Linked DNA regions of Sus scrofa: region 2 is linked to region 1. Evidence: chromatin contacts called from public Hi-C data. All regions are on one chromosome and are shown on one strand. The core of a region is the stretch at or near the end of the contact, and the rest is flanking DNA. Distances in the headings are between cores, read along the strand shown. Region 1 holds the start of TRNAU1AP (tRNA selenocysteine 1-associated protein 1). Region 2 overlaps GJB3 (gap junction beta-3 protein).

Region 1 (4,834 bases), core at 699-3,198:
GAATCCTGTTATTTCTAACTAGAACCCTAAGGAAACCTACGACCCTCAAAGAGAAAGAAGAAACTGGAGGCAATAAATAAGAGCACTATTATATGGAAATCTATTCTGCATTTTGTCTTGTTTACATATTTACAGTCTCATTCCCCTGTTAGAATGTAGAATGTAGGAGAGAAATGACTGCATCTGGCTTGTTTCAGTCATATATTTTGGGAATCTAGAACCCTGGCATGTAGCAGTGTCTTACACAAGAGTTATGGGCACACATGAGCTTTGAAAACAGACCTGAATTAGAGTCTTGGCTTCTCATTTAACAGCTGCGTAACTTTAAGACAGTTACTATGCTTCTCTAATAATAGTACCTAGCTCAGGGGTTTTTGTGATTTTGAAATGCTTATTACCCAGCAGATCATGATCTGTTTATATTTACCAAGCATATACCATATGCCAAACACTGTTCTAAATGCTGAATGGGAATTAATGGCACTTAGTCCTCATCAGAACTCTATGAGGTAGGTGCTATTATTATCTCCATTTTTATGGTGAAGGACAGGGAGAGGCTGAGTAACTTGCTCAAGGTCACACAGCACACAGAGCGTTCAAACCCACTCTGGCTCCAGAGTCAGCAACACATTATACTTCCTCTCAATAAGCCCTGAAATGTTAGAATTTATATCATTGTAATAATTATTATTATTTTTTTTTTTTTTGTCTTTTGTTGTTGTTGTTGTTGCTATTTCTTGGGCTGCTCCCGCGGCATATGGAGGTTCCCAGGCTAGGGGTTTAATCGGAGCTGTAGCCACCGGCCTACGCCAGAGCCACAGCAACGCGGGATCCGAGCCTCGTCTGCGACCTACACCACAGCTCACGGCAACGCCGGATCGTTAACCCACTGAGCAAGGGCAGGGACCGAACCCGCAACCTCATGGTTCCTAGTCGGATTCGTTAACCACTGCGCCACGATGGGAACTCCTGTAATAATTATTATTAGGGGTGAGAAGCCTCTGACTCTCCGAAGGATGTTTACCTTCTGAATGACACCTGCAGTTGATCTACTAAGGGAGAACTGAGAAGACAAGAGGGGAGGAGAGAACATACCCAGTGAGGCGATTTCGGATAATTTTGACGCTCATCACAGTCTCTCCCATGGTGGCAAAGGCTCTGGAGATGAAGTTCTCATCCATGTAGGGCTCCAGCTGCGCAAATATAAGAGCAGAGCAGTTCAGGTCAGTACCCAGGCTCCTCATTCCCGGATCCGGAGCCCCTCCCTGCTCAGTCCAGGGTTGGGTGCACGCTGCGGGCAGGAGTAGGGTGAGGGTGAAGAGGTTTCCATCCACTCCGGCGTTCCCAGCCTCTTGCCTTCCTTCCCTTCAAGGCTGCTCCTTTTAGGAAGCCTCCCCCTTGGATTTAGGAACCCCATTCCTGCAGTCCTCGAACCAAGGCGCACTTCAATCCTTGGGATTCTTCCCATTCTATCCACGCAAAGACCCTCCCTTTTTCCCTCCCCAGAATCCAGGCTGGGCTGGGCCCCACGACCCCTCCCCCTCCGAATCAGCCCCCGCACCTAGATGCTAGGGCCTGCTTCGGCATCACTAAAACAACTCTCCTCATTCTCTTCCACCCTTTTGGGATCCGAGGACCCCTCCCCCTCAGACCCGGCCCCTTCACCTACACGCTGGGACTTGCTTTGGCACCACTGAGAACTCCCCTCCCCATTCACTGCCACCCTCTTGAGAGCCGAGGACCCCTTCTCTTCAGACCCTTTTGCCCTCGTGACACTATATTTCTCCTCCGCTGAACCGGGCGGCCGCCCCAACTCACGTCGCCCATCCACAGGCTGGCCGCCATGCCCGAGGCCCCGCCAGGCCTACGCGAGCCTCAGAGGCTGGCGCGTACGCCGCTCCGCGGGGTTGCGGCCTCCACGGCGCATGCGCCCCCATCGCCTTCTGCGCACGCTCGGCAATTCGGCGCCCAAGGCAACGCAGACTGGCGGGTCCGGGTTTTTCCGGATCCCTGTGGGCGTGTCTCGAACCGGAGCCTGCGGGATGGGGCGGGGCAGACACCGCCTTGCGCGGGACCGTGGGGGGCGTGAATGACTGGCTTTCTCCGGACTCTTTCCGGCTTTAAACACACGCGTACGTATAGAATTATAAAAGTAGTGTATGTTCATGGCAAAAACTTAAAATAGAAGCATATTTCCTAAAGTGAAAGATCCCTTTTGGAAGCCTGGACGATCCAGTTCCACTAACTATGTATGACCTCTGGCAAATCACTGGTCTGCCTCCGCCACCCCTTCAACCTGCTTTTCTCAGGTTACGAAACGGAAAGGACAGGATTTCTGTTGACGCTGGACTGGCATCCTTCCATCATTCCCATGCATAGAACTAGGCTGTGGGAGGGGAGAGGAGGGGAGGGCTAACCAACCAACAAACAAATCAATCCCCATCTTGTCACTCTCTTGCGTCTCACGTTCCCTACAATAATCCAAACCACCAGAAGTTCTAACCTCTCCCAGGAAGAGACTTGCCATAGAAGGCCTTCAGCAGACTCGATTTCGATGGCTAGATAATCCTGACAGTTTGACTCTTCGTCTGGGAAGGTCCCAGACCTCAGCCTCAGTTTGATGCCCTTTCCTCAGAATGTGAAGATTCTGTAGATGATGATTGTCATCTCCAACACTGAAGCTCATCGCTTGATGGAGAATCCATTTCCCAGGCTCCTTCTGGGTTGATGGCCACTTATGTCCTTCCTTGCCAGTTCATATATTCCAAACTTATGTTGTTGGGGCCCAAAGTCAAGCACTCTGAAGTCTTGAGATTCAACCAAGTTGCCACATTTCCAGCTTTATCCTATTCATGGCCGTAGTAGTGTAGCGGTTGGGTGCTTCAACTACACATTTGAACAAATGGAGCCCAAATCCCAGCCCCTTCCAATTGTGTTGTTGTTATTAGCGATGTGGGTAACAGCAATGCTTACCTCATACCATGTTTGTCGTATGGAGAAATTGAGAAGTTGAGAAAGCACTTGGCCTAATGCCTGGCATCCAGTAAGCTCTCCAACACAGCAGCTGGAGGACTTGGAATTATGACTGATAACTCTTGAGTACTAAAATTTGCCAGCCCTTGTGGGGTGCTCTTTGATTACTATTTTTAAAATTTATTTTACTTGTGCAAGACTTGTAAGTGTTTATTTTTAATTTAAAATGTAAGCTTCATCAGACAGGATTCCTTGTTGTTTCTAATCAAATTCCCACAACAATGTCTGGCATATGGGAGGCACTGAAAACATTTTTGAATTTGTCATAAATACTAAACAGTTCTCTCCTATCCCATCTATCCCTGCCCCTGAAGGCAACCACTTCCAAATCTTTTCCCTAAAATCCAAGTATTTCTAAATAACATACTTTCTCTTCATTTGTGGTTTCAGATCTTTTTAAGGACTGCACCTCATACATACACTTCACCATCTTGTAATTATAATTTTTCAAAATATCAAACACTTACATTATTATGACTTTGTAAACATTATTTATAGCTGAACCATATGGGGTGATTACATTTGTTTTCAGGTAACCAATTCAGGTTGGAGGAGAATGGGGGAAAAGATAAAATTGAGCGTATTTGATGTGTTTGAACACAAAAAAAGGAGATTTACTTCTCATAGACACTGACATTAAATTAATGATACTTATACCAAAAAACTAAGCATGTGAAAAACAAGGCGATTATTAACCACAGGGAATTTTAAAATGTGCAATGGTCATAATAGCAAAGACTTCTGGAACATTTACTCTGTGCCCAACACTGTTCTAACATATGTAAACACCTACAGAGAGCTTTATAACTCTTACATCCAATACAGGGAAAAGGAACTGAGGTTTTGGGCTCAGGTGGAGGCTGATTTAATCACCAGCCTAGGGAGTTCCCCTGTGGCTCAGCAGGTTCAGGACCCAGCACTGTCACTACTGTGGCTCAGGTTGCTGAGGTGCATGAGATGCGTGTTCAATCCCTGGCCCAGGAACTTCCACATCCCATGGGTACAGCCAAAAAAAAAAAAAAAAAAAAAAAAAAAAAAAAATCCAGCCTAGTCTGTGCACTTGCTAGCTTCTTAGCCTCAAGCTCGTCAGTTCTCAGGAACTTTTTTCTGAGGAAGAGCAATTCCTATTTCACAGGGCTGATGTGAGGATTGAATGAGCTATTATTTTATGCAAAATGCTCAACACTGCCTGTTTTAGGTCTCAATCCACAAGAGCTGTTACCAAGGACAGGGTACTTTCAATCTGCTATATTGTCAAAAGGGAAAACTTCAGTAAACTTAATCCAAATGCACTTTTTTTGAGGGGAGAGTGGGGCGAGGGAAGAGTGGACACACAAGTACTTCTTACAAAGAAAATACTAAAATCAAAAGTGTGAGTTTTCCCTTCTAAGAAGTCAATTTCTAATCAGTATAGTACCTGCATCAAAATGAAAAGTTCAAGAAAAAAAAATCACAGAATACATTTTAAGTCATTTTACAGCATAATTCATTTTTCCAAGAGTCACTGACATCCAAGAATCTTCCTGGCACTAATAAAACTTTCCTGCTGTACATTTACAGACCCACTATATCAGCACTGTCCACTTAACTTTCTACAATTATAGAAATGTTCTATATATTTCTGTATTTGCATAGCCCAATACTATAGGCACTAGCCACATTTGACTATTGAGGACTTGAAATGTGGCTAGTGCAATCGAGGAAGTTCATTTTATTTTTACAAATTTAAACTAAATATGAATAGCCACATGTAGCTAGTGCCCACCATACTGGACAGGTCAAACTCTGTAAGATTTGGTTG
Region 2 (4,834 bases), core at 1,569-4,068, 5.5 Mb before region 1:
AGCCGGGTACCAGGCCCATATACAAATTTATTAACTCCACAAATATTTACTGAACACCCTTCCTATTGCGGAGGGCGGGTGGGAGAGCCAATCAAAGCACAGAGCATCATATGTAGCGCACACAACGTTTTCCAGTGGGTGGTGGCTAAAAACATTGTTAACAAAACATTTGGGACAGGAGTTCCCATTGTGGCTCAGCAGGTTAAGAACCCCACTGGTGCTGTGGTTCTGTCCCAGATGATAGGTCAACCAGGGAACAGCGATAACAAAAATCCCCATCTGTGGATTTTATAGCAGGAGGGAGACAGACAAAATACAGAACCTGTTAGATGGTGATAAGTGCCAGGTGGGAAGTAAAGCAGGAAAGGAGGATCGGGGTGCAAGGGCGGTGGTTTCAGTTTTGAATTGAAGAGAGTCTCCCAAAGCAGCTGGCCTTTGATGCAGGCCCGGAACGAAGGGAGGGAGCCCCATGACTCTCTGGGGGCAAGCACATTCCAGGCAGAGGGAAAGTGAGCGCAAAGGCCCTGAGGCCGGAATATGCCTGGTGTTTTCTGCCCGAGGCTCAGCAAGGAGGTCCTCACGTGACTGAGTGAGGTCAGCCAGGCGAAGAGGTGCGTTCTCCAAGGGGACAGATAGGACAGGTCTTGTAGGCCCCTAAGGGCCTGTGTGAGATGCCTCTGGAGGTTTGGGGCAGAAGAGTGACATGGGCTGACTTAGGTGTTCCGGGAGCACGCTGGCTGCTGTGCGGGAATCGTCTGTGGGGCTGGGGGGTGGATGCAGTCCATCCCCCTTCAGTGGAGGACTCACTGCCCAGCTGTGCGGAGTCCGGCCCCCCGACAACCTCCAGCTCTTAGCCCTTTGGGGTCTGCTTCGGCCGTCCAGGTGGACAGGCTCTGCTTGGGGTGGCCCCAGGCAACAACAGAGCCAGGTAGTGGTGGTGGTCAAGGGCCTAGTTGTTTCCATCCAACGTGGATCGCCTCTCATGGACCATCTTTGTCTGATGGGCACGAGCTCCCGCTAACGGGTCTTGTCACTGGATCCTGCCTCCTCCCCTCTCTGGTCACGGGTGTTACTCCCCAGCGCACCCTGGGCATGCCTGACTCTACCCAGAGTCGAGGGCAGGAGGCAAGGAGATTGTGGCAGTGACCCAGGTGAGGGATGCTGTGACAATACCACAGGCTGAATGGCTTAAACAACAAGAATGTATTTCTCGTGGTTCTGGGGACTGGAAGTCCAAGACCAGGGTGCCAGCCTGGTTGGATTCTTGGTGAAGGCCCTATTCCTGGGTTACATCTGGCTGTCTTCTCAGTGTGTCCTCACACGGCAGAGAGAGAAAGACCATCCCCCTGGTGTCTCTTCTCCTAAGAGCACTAATCCGCCCTCATGACCTAATCACTCCCCAAAGGCCCCACCTCCTAATGCCATTACCTGGGAAGTTGGCATTTCCACTCATGGATTCCGGGGAACATATTCAGTCCATGTCAGGAGGCTTGGATCAGGGTTATGATGCAAAATAATCCCTGGCCTTGCTCAGTGGGTTAAGGATCTGGCATTGCCATGAGCTGTGGTGTGGGTCGCAGACACAGCTTGGGTCTGGCATTGCTGGAGCTGTGGCGTAGGCTGGCAGCTGAAGCTCTGATTGGACCCCGAACCTGGGAACTTCCATGTGCTGTGAAAAAAAAAAAAAGCAAAAAAAAAAAAAAATCTCTGTTTACCTTGGACTGCAGGGTGGCTGTTACATTTTGCAGTAGACATGGACTTGAAGAGGTGTGTATGAAATCTCAACTATCATAAGTGCTATTGATAGATCCTCATGTGATGGGAGAAGAGATGGAGGTGTAAAGAGAAGGCCCCGGGGACATGAGAGCCACCTTGTGGTGACAGTGATGTGTGCTGGAGACTCTGGATGGTGCAAACAACACATGCTGTGTGGAAGGCATGAGCAGCAGGGCTACGGATGGACAGATGGACGGATGGACAGCTCTCAGGCCAAAGCAGGACGCTCAGGGCTGGAATATTCTCTCATCTGTAGTCTGCAGAAGCGGAGCCAGGACCCAAGGCTCCATCCGTGCTGGGATAGCCCATGTTCTCTGGTTGCTCTGACCTCCAAGCTACCCTTGTCCAGGCTACAGGAATCACCTTGGAGGTTGCTGGAAGGCAGAAAAGAGGTGGCAATCACGCCTCCCTGGGACCTTTGTAACTATCTGTTGCAAGCTGGGACTGACCCAGGTGACCTGGGCAGCAGGCAGTGACTTTCCTAAGCATGGTCGGTCATGCCTAGACATTTACTAGATACATTAGTGCTGTACTAGTGTGTTCCCACCGTCTCCTTTGATCTCTACAACAATCCTAGGAGTAGGTACTGTCCTGAGTGCTGGGATGAATATATTCCCTTGCCCCTGGGATCTGCTCTGTGCCCTGGCAGGCTATCTCTCTTGGCTCCTTTGCCCTCTGGCTTCTGGTCGTGTTGGGTCAGTGGGAGCCACTGGCAGGTGAGCAGGAGACGGGAGAGTGAAGTCATGGTGTTTATTTGGTGGTTGTGGTTGGATGCGTCCTTGCAGCTCCTGTGTGGCAATCCTGTCCATTGCTACCTGGGACTAGCCACAGGGTACCCTTTATGGGTTTCCTTAATTATGCCCATACCTTTAAAAACAGTCCCTCCAGGAAATTCTTTGAAGGTACTCGGTTTGAATGTGCCACCCGTTTCCTGTTGAGACGCCGATTGATACAATTCTCATTGCACTGATGACAAGACCCAGGTTCTAAAAGCATGCACAAGGTGCAGCTGTGGTCATGAAGTGCTTAAGCCATGATTCAACCTGGGAGGCAGGGTATCAGCCCAGCCCTGGGCCCTTTATACCTGGCTGGCTTATTCACCCCACTAATGGCCATACACGAGAGCAAAGGTGAACTCCAGCCCATTCTTTCGACGCAAGGACCCAACCTTTCCCTGCCGGCATTGCCTCTTGGCCCACTGCCTCCTGGATTTCTGGCTCCTGGCCTTGGCTTTGATAGTTACTCACTGTTCCTCTGGATCAGTACAGCCTTGCGCCTCCTTTTGCTTTCCAGTCTGACCTGGCGTGGATGTTGGTGTCCCCTAAATTTCAGGTCATCAGATAGTACGGGGAGCGGGGCTATGAACTGCCCAGAGTTGGTTAGTGCAAGAGATGAGTGTATTTCTGTCTCCCCCAGGCTCTGAGCTCCTTGGGCTCAGGTCCTGCTCCCCTGTGCAGTCTCAGCATTTGCCAGGGGCCTGGAGTGGAGAAAATGTGCAGGGAAAATATTAGGAGCTGGATATGGCTTGGGCGAGGCTGGGCTGCACGCCTTTAGAGGATCCTGTTGTGAGCATACGGAAGGACTGAGTATGAATAACAGGGATTTTGTGTACACAGGGTGGGGATATGGGTTGTGGATGGCAGTGATTGGATTACAAAAGGAGGGAGTGTGGTGTGTGCTCAAGGGAGGGTCTTGCGGGAAAGGGCTAGAGGTGTTGTTACAGAGGGAGCACGGCGCCCTCTTGTGTCCACATCTACAATTACAACCTGTATCTGGTAGCTTCCCGCCCAGATCCTGCCTGGCTCAACTCCAGTTCCAGCCTAACTTCAGCTCCAGCCCTGGAGCTCTCTCTCCCCTTCTGTTTTTTGTTTTTGTTTTTTAGGGCCGCACCCACGGCACATAGAAGTTCCCAGACTAGGGGCTGAATCGGAGCCACAGCTGCTGGCTTACACCCCAGCCCCAGCAACACGGAGTCCAAGCTGCACCTGTGACCTACACAACAGCTCAGGGCAACACCAGCTCCTTAACCCACAGAGGCCAGGGACTGAACCCGCATCCTCATGGGTCCTAGTTGGGTTTGTTAACCACTGAGACAGGAAGGGAACTCTTCTCTATGTCCCTCTCCCTCTCCTTCTCTCTCTCTCCCCTTCTGAGGGCTACCTTCCCTCCTCTCAGGATCTGGAGGTCATGGGACTGTGGGAGAACAGAGAAGAGCCAACCTGTATCAAACAGCCTTTATTGATTTCAAGGAAGCTGCCTTGGGAATGTTCTTATCAGTGCATCCACCTGGAGTCCCAGAGAGCTGGGTCTGAGAGGCTGGCACCAGACTGAGTACACTGTGGGAGGAAGGTGGGAGCAGAGCTGCCTGAGGCTGGGGAGGGGAGCTTCCTCTGAGTGCCCTGGCAACCCAGAGGGTCCTTGGGTGTCTCCAGGAGGGCTCAGTGTCATGAGAGCCTCCTCCTCCTCTTCCCAGGTTCACTTTCAGCCTCCAGACCTCCTACTGCTGGGAGACTCCTCCCTTTTCACCCAAGAAATCTGGAGGAATGAAGATTCCCTTTGATCTTGTGCATCCAACTCAGAGCAAGCCACTCTCTTCGTGGCCTCCAGGCCTCTGCACCTGCTTTTCTTCGCTAGGAAGCATTCTCACCTCTTTCAAACATTACCTCCTCTCGGAAGCCTCTCCTGATCACCCCCTCCTGGGTTAGGGGAGGTCCTACTATGAGCCTTCTAAGTGTCCCCTTGTAGGCAGTTGTTACTTTGATTGTTTTAGTGTCTCTCCGCCAGGAAGGCTGCCACAGGGCCTGGGGTGACCTGTACCCAGGCAGACAGCACAGCGCCCAGCGCTCAAAAAAAAGTCTGCTGAAAGTGAAGTTGAATAGCTTAGTGAATTCAGAGTGGGGGCACCCAGCACCTGCAGGACCCCGCCACCGCCACAATAACACCCCCTGCCCGGCCCCTCGGGCAGCCCCAGGATTGCTCCCCCGCCCGAGGTCAGATGGGGGTCAGGCTGGGTGCCGAAGCTTGCACCTTGTCATCACTGGAGTCTGGGCCCAGCTCC

Evidence for each region. A called contact is a pair of places that touch in the nucleus more often than the background predicts.
Region 2: a contact with region 1 is called in a Hi-C map of omental adipose tissue, with 12 times the contacts expected there. The contact joins the enhancer-like site here to the promoter of TRNAU1AP in region 1. A contact is called at or near these places in 6 of 47 Hi-C or Micro-C datasets (embryonic fibroblasts, liver, mesenteric adipose tissue and 3 more).

The regions. Positions count from the first base shown.
Region 1 is chr6:85,564,544-85,569,377 of Sscrofa11.1, reverse strand. It overlaps TRNAU1AP (tRNA selenocysteine 1-associated protein 1), which reads right to left and starts at 1,948. Exons shown (of 8, transcript XM_005665150.3): 1 at 1,819-1,948; 2 at 1,096-1,193. The coding sequence starts at 1,845. It overlaps RCC1 (regulator of chromosome condensation), which reads right to left. Exons shown (of 11, transcript XM_005665141.3): 11 at 3,517-4,834.
Region 2 is chr6:91,036,710-91,041,543 of Sscrofa11.1, reverse strand. GJB3 (gap junction beta-3 protein) reads right to left here. Exons shown (of 3, transcript XM_021095864.1): 3 at 3,997-4,834. The coding sequence ends at 4,768. Among named protein-coding and RNA genes, the nearest start is that of GJA4, 6.3 kb to the left of the region's middle. Within about 2 kb of position 2,818, at least 20 of the 83 cell types and tissues checked have an H3K27ac peak or open chromatin away from gene starts, as enhancers often do. A contact at or near this core is called in liver and omental adipose tissue, where this site is marked.